Linked DNA regions of Rattus norvegicus: regions 1 and 3 are each linked to region 2. A link is a contact called in public Hi-C and HiChIP or PLAC-seq data. All regions are on one chromosome and are shown on one strand. Each heading gives the region's core, a stretch centred on a gene start, on an enhancer-like site or on the middle of the called end of the contact. The rest is flanking DNA. Distances are from core to core; before and after follow the strand shown. Region 1 overlaps LOC120097393 (a long non-coding RNA gene). Region 2 holds the start of Zmiz1 (zinc finger, MIZ-type containing 1). Region 3 overlaps LOC102552347 (a long non-coding RNA gene).

Region 1 (3,127 bases), core at 603-3,102, 330 kb after region 2:
TTAAATTCCAGCACTCGGGAGGCAGAGGCAGGTGGATCTCTGTGGGTTTCTGTAGACCAGCCTGGTTCCAGGACAGCCAGGGCTACATAGCGAAACCTTGTTTCCCCTGTCCCCAAACCAGGACAGTAAGTATCACTTCTATGGATGCAATGCTGTGAATGCATGGTATAGTGATCAAATAAAGGCAATAATGTTTCTATCCCCTTAGATCCTGTCCAGTCTGCGGTGGGTAGAACATTCAAAGAACTCTCTTGTGGTGATTTTAAGATCTACAATATTATTGTTAACTACAATCATCCAATTGTTCACAAAAACAGTGTATCTTACTTCTCCAATGTAGGAATTACCCTGGCTTTGCTGTCTAAATATGCTGTATATAGATTATTATTGTGTTTTTAAGGCTTTGCTACGTGTCTTTTTTTGTGGGGGAGTACATGCAGTCACACATGTGTACATATGTGTATGTGTGTGTGTGAGTGTACGAGAGAGAGAGAGAGAGAGAGAGAGAGAGAGAGAGAGAGAGAGAGAGGGAAGAGAGAGAAGAGGGGGGGGGAGGGTTGGGGAGAGAGAAAGTGGAGGAGGCAAACAATCGAAGTCAGGTGCCCTCATTATTGCCTGCTACCTACTTTCACTGAACTTGGAGTGCACCACTTGCCTAAGGCCACTGAGCTCCAGGGAATCCTCCTGTCTCTACTTCCCTCTGCTGGGATTACAGGTGCACGCCCCCAGCACATAGCTTTTTACACGTGTCCTGGAGTCTGAACTCAGATCCTCCTGCTTGCACAAGTACCTTCTGACCTAGCCACCTCCCCAGCTCCTTGCCATGTGTTGTTTGAGTATTTTAGATGTGTGTGTTTCTATGCAAAGCACACAGCACTGGACTTTAGAAAGACAAGCAAGCTGAGGCTCAGAGAGGCAGAACAGCTCGCTTGGCTCACACAGCCTCTACTTGCTGTGTTTTTGCCAGATCCCCACTCCTGAACTAGAGGTGAAATCCCTTTTCCTTCACCAGCATCAGTTCTTCACAATCTGCCCAGTCCATTAGTGAAGTGTGAAGAATAGGGAAGAAGGCCCTGTTGGCCAGCCATGGAATATCTCTCCCTGACACACCAAAGAGGGCTATTTTCACCTCTGCCATGTAACGTTGAGTATACATGTCTTTCTGCCTCTGCGCCCATACCTATAAAATGTCTTTCGTTCCCTCCCTCTAGGGATGTGAGATACTAGTTAATTTTTTTCCAACCCTCTAAGTAATTTCTCTGTACCTGATTTGCGTGTTCCCAGCCCAGGACCGTCTATTCACTTTAAACCACTGCCCAAGCTCACTTTTGCATTAGTATTTGAACACCTTGTCCTGCAGACCTGTACACAGCAGGATATTAAATGTACCATGCCCTTTTCTGAGAAGCAGCTCTACAGCATGCTCAAATCCCTACCTTGTATGTGGCTACTGGGTTTTAGGAGCAATGGGAGAACCCCCAAAAAGAATGAGTTGGGGTGCAGTGGACGGTCAGAAACAAAAACAAGTGTAGGCTTGTTTGTGGCTGCAGGTGTAGTGCAGGCTGGGGCAGGGAGAGGTGCTGGACCCCAGGTTAGTGGGACATGCATGTTCCTGGTCCCCGATTCAGGATCTCAGGATGCTTCTGCTTACAGCCTCCATCCCCAAGCCTGGCTCCTGCCAACGCCTGTCTACAGCAGCCTCACAGCTCCTGCAGAGCAAACAAAGGCAGAGGTGCTGCTGTAGACAGTGAACCACGGCTGGGAAACAGAGGCTGTCTGTACCTTTCGATGCTGTCACCCCATTAATCTCGTCCCTCTGCAGCCCTTCTGAAGAGCGCACTCACAGCGGCCCATTCATTACGGCTCTAATAACAGCGGCGGGCATGAAAGTGCCAGGCTGTGGAGGAGCAGGCCTCTGTAGCTGCACAAAGCCAATACTTTTTAAATACATTTACACAGCAATAAATAAAAGCGGTCTCAGTTTACCTCGGTATTAAACTCTATTTGCGCGTCAGAGTTAAGGGCCGCATTTGTGTCTTGCTATTCAAATTTATTCTTGTGCAGCCCGGATGGAGCCCGACTGCATTTATTTCATCGTGTAGTAATGGTGGCTGAAGCTTAAGGGGCCTTTCATCACCAAGCTGCCCTCATTAAGGACTCTGCTCCAGGCTCCTGGGCTCAATCCGGCCACCATGAGACCACCCCATTAACCACAGGGAAGGGCAAGGCAGAGAACTGATAGGGCTTCATTAGCCTCCCCTGGCAGCTGGCTGGCCAGGAGCCAGGGACTGGTAAGGTCTCTGTCCCCCAAACTCTGTCACAGAGAGATGATTCCCTAAAAGTATGGATGTGTCTTCCACCCACCCTTCCCCCATGTACAATATTGAGTCCCACGGGCATACTAGCACAGGCGAGGCTCTGAGAAAGCAAGGATCTATTCAAGATCATTCTGACCTTGGATAGCTTGTTTCAAGGTGGGTCAGTCTGGGAGCATTTTCACCATTGGAAGTAGTTCAACGCCACCACAGTGGACGATTCCCTCCCTCTCCTTGCAGCTCAGAGTTCAATGGGGCCCTCTGCCTCCCTTCAGGGGCTCTGGGATGAGAGCACTATGGATGTTCAAGCATGGTGTGGCACTAAATCTCTGGCTTGTAGCTTGTGGAGACACTGTCCAGAGGCCTTCAGATGTTAAAGACTCAAAGCTCTAGAGCTTCAAAGCCTCGAACATTGTCCTTGGGTTGGGGCCAAGGCATATGGTACCTGTTGGCTGTGGCCAGAAGACCTTTCTGGATGGGGTGGGACTCCATGTAGGTAATAATGACAAGGTTTACATGTACATTTGTGCGTAGAGGAGAGGTGCATGTGCCTGTGGAGGTCGGAGGTCAACCTATGGCATCATTTGGGCAGGAGCCTCTTCCTCGTTTCTTTGAAATAGTCTTGCACTTGAAGCTTTATGGGTTCAGCTCTACCCATTGGCCATGGAGCCCCAGGCATCTGCCTGTTTCACCCTCTCCAGTGTTGGAATTACAACACCATAACCTTTTCACATGCATGTTATGGATCCAAAGTGTGGGTCCCATGACCTCTGTCAAATGGTGACATTTCCAAACAAGATCTAGCTCTCAGT
Region 2 (3,076 bases), core at 214-2,713:
GCGCCCTCTCCCTGCCTGGCCAGCTTCCTGGACAGATGTCCCCGGCCAGGGGGCGACGCGATCCCGCAGCCTGCACCACGACACCGAGGCCGTGCTCCCCACTGTTTTCTCCCTGGCCCTGACGCCAGGAATGTGAAACAAGCTTTCAGAGCTTCCCTCCCACAATCCGGACCCAGCTTCAGCTCCGGCCCGGCCCCCCAACCTCCTCCCGGGTCGGCCTCCCACTCCCCCGGGGCCGCCGTCGCCGCCGTCGCCGCCGGAGACAGAGAGGAAGAAAGAACACGGGGAAATTACTTTCGTATTTGCAACGCGCGCGCGCATACACACACACACACACACACACACACACACACACACACACACACACACACACACACACACACACACACACATCTTCCCCTTGGGCTCGCCTCCCGACTGGGGCAGCCCCGGCCAGACGTTGGCCTGAAAGCCCCTTCGGCTTCCGAAGCCCGAACGAGAAGCCTCAACACATCTCCTCAACGTGTCCTGCTTTAGCCACGCGCCGCGTTTCCCCGAGCTATTCTCCCCCCAAAACAACTTAACCGCGCCCCCATCTCCCATGTACAAAAGTGTGTTCTCCATAGAAATTTGGAGGCACAACTTAACATCACCAACCCCTGGCCACCCTAGAATCCAGCGCCTTCCTGGCGGTTCTCCTACGCACACAGGAGCACAACTTCATATCTTTCCAAAAGGAGCAAGGGAGACCCAGCCAGTTCTTCCCGGGTCCTCTCCTCCCTCCTCCGAATCCGTATCCCGGCCGGCCCCCGACTGTTCGGAGCGACGGCTGGAGGCGCGCCGGCAGGAGGCGGGCACCGAGTCCGCGCGCACAACCACACCGGCGCCCCGTACATCCGAAAACCCCCGGGTCCCCGCGCTCATCCGGAGTCGCTCTACACAAGCTGGGTGCTCGCTGGTGGCCAGGGCCTCCGCCCCCGGCGGCCAGGGCAGCAGCGCCGAGCCCGCACGGCTGGCTTCTCTCGCCCGGCCGGAGCTAAACCTTTAAGCGGAAAGCCCTAGTACAGTACCCGGCGCTCGCACCCTGACGATCCGCCGGGAGCGGGTGGAAGCCTCGGAGCTAACGGGCGCTTGGCTCTGTCCCCAAACTTACCGGGCTCTGCGAGCACCACTGCCACCGCTGGAGGACGCGCCGCTGCCACCGCCGTGTAGGGCAGGCTGGAGCCCGGAGGAGCGCAGCGAGAGCGCGGAGATCCACTCGGCTCCGGCTCTGGTTCCCGCTCCTCACCGGCCGGCGATAGGGTCAGCGCGCTGCGCGGGCGCTGCTCGCTTGCTCTGCGGCCCGATCGCAGCTCGCCCGGCCGGCCGCTTGCTCTCCGGGGCGCCCGCCGCCGCCGCTCGCTTTTTTAATGTCCACAGACAGTGAAAAGGAACTCGGCGTTAGGGGGTGAGTAAGTGAATCAACTCGCCCGGAGCCGAGCAAGTTGAAGTGTCAGATTACATTGGCTATTCTATTTCCAAAGGGCCCCGCGCCGCCGGCCTCCCGCAAAAGCCGGCACGGAGTAATGGCGGGAGCGGAGCGCCGCGCCTCCAGCGCGCAGGTCTGCTGGCCTTGGTTCGCTCTCCATCTGCGCGCTCGCTGCGCTCTCCTTTTCCCTTTCCTTTCCCTTCCGCCTCTCCCCTTTCCCTTCTTTTCCTCCCTCTGTTCCCTGTGCCCAGGTCTCAGCTCTCTTCCAGACCCTGTTAGGCTCCTCGCCACCCTTACCCTCATATGCTGCTTTGCTCACTCTCTCGTCCCTCCTCTCACCTCCCTTCACTGCTCTTTAACGCCCCCCCCCCCCCGCCATTCCATAAGTTTGGAGCCGGGAGACTGATGTGCCTAGGAAAGGACCACATTGGTAGGAGCAAAATTATTGCCAGAAGGCATACCCCGCTTCCTGCTGGTACCCTGGCTCTGGGGCCTTAGGTTCTGTTAGCCACCTGAATTGGGGTGACTGGGTGGCTAATGAGACACGGTGTGCGGAGTTTCCCCCGGAGACTTTGGGACAGAGGGTGAGAGGACCCTAATCTTCACTACCACGGGTGACGTAGGGGGAGGTGGAAGTGCGCTTCCATTGACATATGAGAAGGAGCGAGGGATACAGAGGTAACCACTGCTACTTGAAGTTTAGAGCAAGAACGCCATAATGCTTGGTAGGAAGCGCCTGGAGCGCTGCGAGCTGAGCGCTCCCAATTTGCAGAGGTGGAAATAACCCAACCGGCTCACAGCCCAGAGCTGGGCTCCACTCCTGTCGTGCCTTAGGGCACTCACGAAGCACAATTAGGTGCGCCCACTCGCGGGGGCTTTCCTCGCAGACCGGCCCCTAAATGTATCCAAGCGCGCACTCCCTTTGGCTCAGGTCCATTGCCACTCACACAAAAACTCCTACACAAACGGCACGCCGATTTGCGCCTACCTTTCAGCAAGGCACGCATAGCATGCACGACCCCGACACACACTTGTACACACACTTTCCATCCCAGATATGCCCGTGCACCTGGAGTCATACAATTGTACACACAAATATCGCTGTATGCCATCCCCGGTACGTTAAAAAAACAAAACAAAAACAAAACACGAGGCATTCCCCCGTGCACTACGTCTCTGGTTCACGTACACATACCACACATTTCCCCTTACTCTTCCACATCCCTTCCTCAACCCCATCCGCCTCCTGATTAGAAGGACTCTAGTCCTAAAGATAACTAGCGTCTGGGCTGGACACGCGCGCGCGCGCACACGCACTCCCCTTCAGAGCAGGCGGGGGAGGCTTGGGCTGGAGCCCGCTAGGGACTCCAGGTGTGGCGATGACTCCGTGCTCCGCTTTTTGCAGGCAGCCACGGTGTCGGAGGCGAGGCGAGGAAGGGAGCTGGAATAACAAAGGCAAGTTGGGAAGAGCGCAAGGGGGCGCAGCCCCGGCTGGGCCGCGGGGGGAGCCTTGCTCTGCCGGGTCGACGGAGGCAGCTTGGCCGCCAGCCGGGGGAACCGGAGGTGGGGAGGAAAGGTGGGGGGAGAGGGGCGGAGCCGCTTCGTGACGTCAGAGAACAATGACACCGC
Region 3 (3,185 bases), core at 535-3,034, 270 kb after region 2:
CAAAGGACTCTCTGGCTGCCAGCAGCCCTGGATTACCCTGCTTCTCACCTCTCCTGACCTGCCCACACAAGCTCCTCAGGGCTGCTTACATCACCCAGCGAAAGGAAAGGTTACAGAGACCTGTTCACAGGGTGGTCAGAGATCTGGTACCCCATTTCCTCGTGTAACTGAGGATTTTTACCTATCTACTAGGCTGGGCATCAGCCTCTTGTGGCTTGTGTGTTGAGAGACAGCTCAATAAGAGAGCCCAGATGCTTAGGGAGCTGAAAAAGTCACTTAAGAGATGGGTACATTCATTTGTTCAACTGGCATTTTATTGAGCAGCTAGTTTGCATCTCTCATCTGGGTTGTTCTTGGATTAGGCTTACAGGAGATGCTGGTGTAAGTGTGGAGTTGGGGGTCCTCATGAGGCAACAGGGTGCCGAGTGTCAGGTCACCTGAGGGAGAGTTATGGAGGACACTGCTCTGGGTCTCATTTCCCCAAACTGTTCCTTGTCCACACCACAGGCCCCATGCTTGGAGACATGAAAGGCACCCAGATCCTAAGGCACATGGTGCCTTTTTGGCTTTAACTTGCATCTGTTGGGATACAGATGGCCTCAGTGATACAGGTTGCCTGCATCACAGAAGTATGGACAAAGTGTTGTTGGGACAGACAAAGCAAATGATGAGGTGCTGGCCAAACGAGTGACCTTGAAGAGTGACGGCAGCTGCTGCTCAGGAGTTGGAAAGACAGATCTTGGCCTCCAGGAACATCTGCTGAGGGTACAGAGCACATGTCGGGATGTCCAGCCCTTTTGACACTGCAGAATGACTTTGCTACCCACCATGCATTGTTGATTTTGCTCCCTTCAAAACTGCAAAACGAAACAACAATGAACCTCTCAAAAACGTTTAAGGATGCCTGTCATTTTCTTTGGGGCTGTATTCATAGTTAGCTTGGCTGCATGTCGCTCAATGGCTATGGGTTAGACATGCTTGCAAGTGGCAATTAGTAGAGTCCATACATCTTGGTTAGCATTTTAGTGTCAATGCTTAGAGAACACAATATTTAGCTGAAAGGGAGGCTGGAAACTGCAGGCTTGCTGCATACCCAGCTAGATGATCCTTCATTGTGGAAGAAGAAAGGACCTGAGTGGGGCTTCTCTGAGCTCGATAGCTCTCATCAGTAAAACACATTCTGCAAACAGTCATAAGTGTTTTTAAATCAAGTATATGTGGAATATGATCCACTCTCTGTCAGCCATACTCCATGCCACACTGCCTGGGGGTGTGCCTGACGCTCTTATTTGGACTAGGTTTTTCCCATGGTGGAGGGAGATGTTAGAAATGTATGGGAATGGGGTTGGGGATTTAGCTCAGTGGTAGAGCACTTGCCTAGCAAGCTCAAGGCCCTGGGTTCGGTCCCCAGCTCCGGAAAAAAAAAAAAGAAATGTATGGGAATGATCTCTATGGGACCAACTGAGAGGTTTGGGGATGTGAATCTCATTAGCATACAACTTCATGACTTTTATGAGGAAGTCTGTCACACTGGAAAAGAATCAAGAAACAGTGCTCGGCTCTCAGGACCTATGCTCCACCATCCTTATGTATAGCTCTGCAGTGTATACTTAGCCCCCAAGGAGAACTGAGCGAGACTGAGGTCCTCACACGGTTGTGGGAGTGGCTGCTGTCACTGACCTTCCTCTTGGCGCTTGGCCCTGACTGGGTGTAGAGTTGGCTGGGTGTGCATGGCTGGCACACTCTACCCAGTGTCTCCCCTACAGTCCCCAAAGCTCCCAGCCAGAGGCCAGCTAGGATTTCAGAGGCGCAAGCAGGCTGCTGTGCTGGCCTGCCAGGTGAGCAGAACAGAGGCGCATTAAGCAGCGCCGCTCTGCGGATCGGTTTTCCTCCCCCGGCGACAGCTCAGACCCAGAGCAAATCTCTGTTTCTCCAGAGCCAGGGGTTTGAGACTGTCATGAATGAAGGTTTTTATCCTACAGCTAGCAGTCTACCCTCCACGGCGCCTGATGCCCGTGCCAGGGTTGGCATGGGAGGCCAGCAGGAGGAGGAGTGGGGATGGCTGGAATGAGGGAATAAGGCTCACTGACTCCCCCCATCCCCGCCATGCCACCCAGGCTGAGAGAGGAAGACAAGTCTTGGGGCTTGGAGGAGCGAGAGGAGATAGACTGGGGCACCATGGGTTCTCAAGTGCAGCTGGTCAGAGTATGGATCACTGATGAGCTAGACTCTGGAGGCCACCAGCCCCACCTGCATCTTGTTGTTGCAGAGCAGAGCTGGGAGGGTTGCACTCCAGGGAGTAGAGAGGGAGAGTGGCCAGTCACCTCCACCTCAAAGTACTACTGAGCACCGTGGAGTTGTGGACCAGTAAGCAAGGGGTAAGCAGAGAGAAGACCCTCTTGGGCCATCACTCAGAGAGTAGGTTAGGAAGGGACGAGCTTAAACCAGGAGCTGTAACGAGAGCTGCAGGAGAGCTGGGAAATGAGGGGACCAGGGCTGGGTGCAGGGGCAGCCTCCCTGCAGGCCAGGCAGCTGGATGAGTGCCACGTGGTGGTGACACAACTAACCTGCTGTTTCCTTAAGGCTGACAGACCATCCTGTTTCAAGGCACTTGGTTCTTTTCACCTGTGGCTCCTGGTATTTGGGTCAAGCATGGAAACCAGTGAAAAACAGGGCTGTGGGGTGTCTGAGAAACAGTTTACTGTTTATTTTGCATACTGTCTACACATCCTAACCCTGAAGCTTGAATTTGTGTCTTTTCTGGTCAAATTGCCATAGGCCTACAAGCTAGAGTGAGTCCCCCTGACCCCCGTGTGTGTGTGTTGTGTGTGTGTGTGTGTGTGTGTGTGTGTGTGTGTGTGCATGTGTGTTTTCTGTGTAGTCCTGGCTCTTCTGGAACTCTCTCTATAGACCAAGCTAGCCTCAAGCTCAGAGATCTGCCTGCCTCTGCCTACCAAATGTTGGGATAAAAGATGTGCTGTGCTCCACCACCGCCTGGCTGAGCGAGTCCTTAACGTTACCACACTGAGAATGACCCAGAAACATTATCACTTACCAGGAGACCGCATGGGGTTAGAGGCAGTAGGCATAGACAGACACAAATCTCTCTCCCTGTACTGTGGAACTATCTGGTCACATGGCCTCTAGTCACCATGAGCTTCCTAAAGTAGTCATCTTGAAAGCAT

Evidence for each region. Hi-C and Micro-C count contacts between places; a contact is called where the count stands out from the background. HiChIP or PLAC-seq counts read pairs in DNA pulled down with a chosen protein or histone mark.
Region 1: an H3K27ac HiChIP or PLAC-seq map of oligodendrocytes shows a contact between it and region 2, with 8 times the contacts expected there. The contact joins the enhancer-like site here to the promoter of Zmiz1 in region 2. A contact is called at or near these places in 10 of 12 Hi-C or Micro-C datasets (the Rat2 cell line, Schwann cells, frontal cortex and 6 more) and 1 of 1 datasets of contacts at active chromatin or transcription factors (oligodendrocytes).
Region 3: a Hi-C map of mammary epithelial cells shows a contact between it and region 2, with 4 times the contacts expected there. The contact joins the enhancer-like site here to the promoter of Zmiz1 in region 2. A contact is called at or near these places in 5 of 12 Hi-C or Micro-C datasets (the Rat2 cell line, Schwann cells, liver and 2 more) and 1 of 1 datasets of contacts at active chromatin or transcription factors (oligodendrocytes).

What each region holds. Positions count from the first base shown.
Region 1 is chr16:699,981-703,107 of GRCr8, reverse strand. The region is part of intron 1 of LOC120097393 (a long non-coding RNA gene); the gene reads left to right. Among named protein-coding and RNA genes, the nearest start is that of Zmiz1, 330 kb to the left of the region's middle. Within about 2 kb of position 1,852, at least 12 of the 93 cell types and tissues checked have an H3K27ac peak or open chromatin away from gene starts, as enhancers often do.
Region 2 is chr16:1,032,547-1,035,622 of GRCr8, reverse strand. Zmiz1 (zinc finger, MIZ-type containing 1) reads right to left here and starts at 1,463. Exons shown (of 24, transcript NM_001108393.1): 1 at 1,133-1,463.
Region 3 is chr16:765,735-768,919 of GRCr8, reverse strand. LOC102552347 (a long non-coding RNA gene) reads right to left here. Exons shown (of 3, transcript XR_010058524.1): 3 at 293-857. Among named protein-coding and RNA genes, the nearest start is that of Zmiz1, 270 kb to the left of the region's middle. Within about 2 kb of position 1,784, at least 9 of the 93 cell types and tissues checked have an H3K27ac peak or open chromatin away from gene starts, as enhancers often do. A contact at or near this core is called in liver, where this site is marked.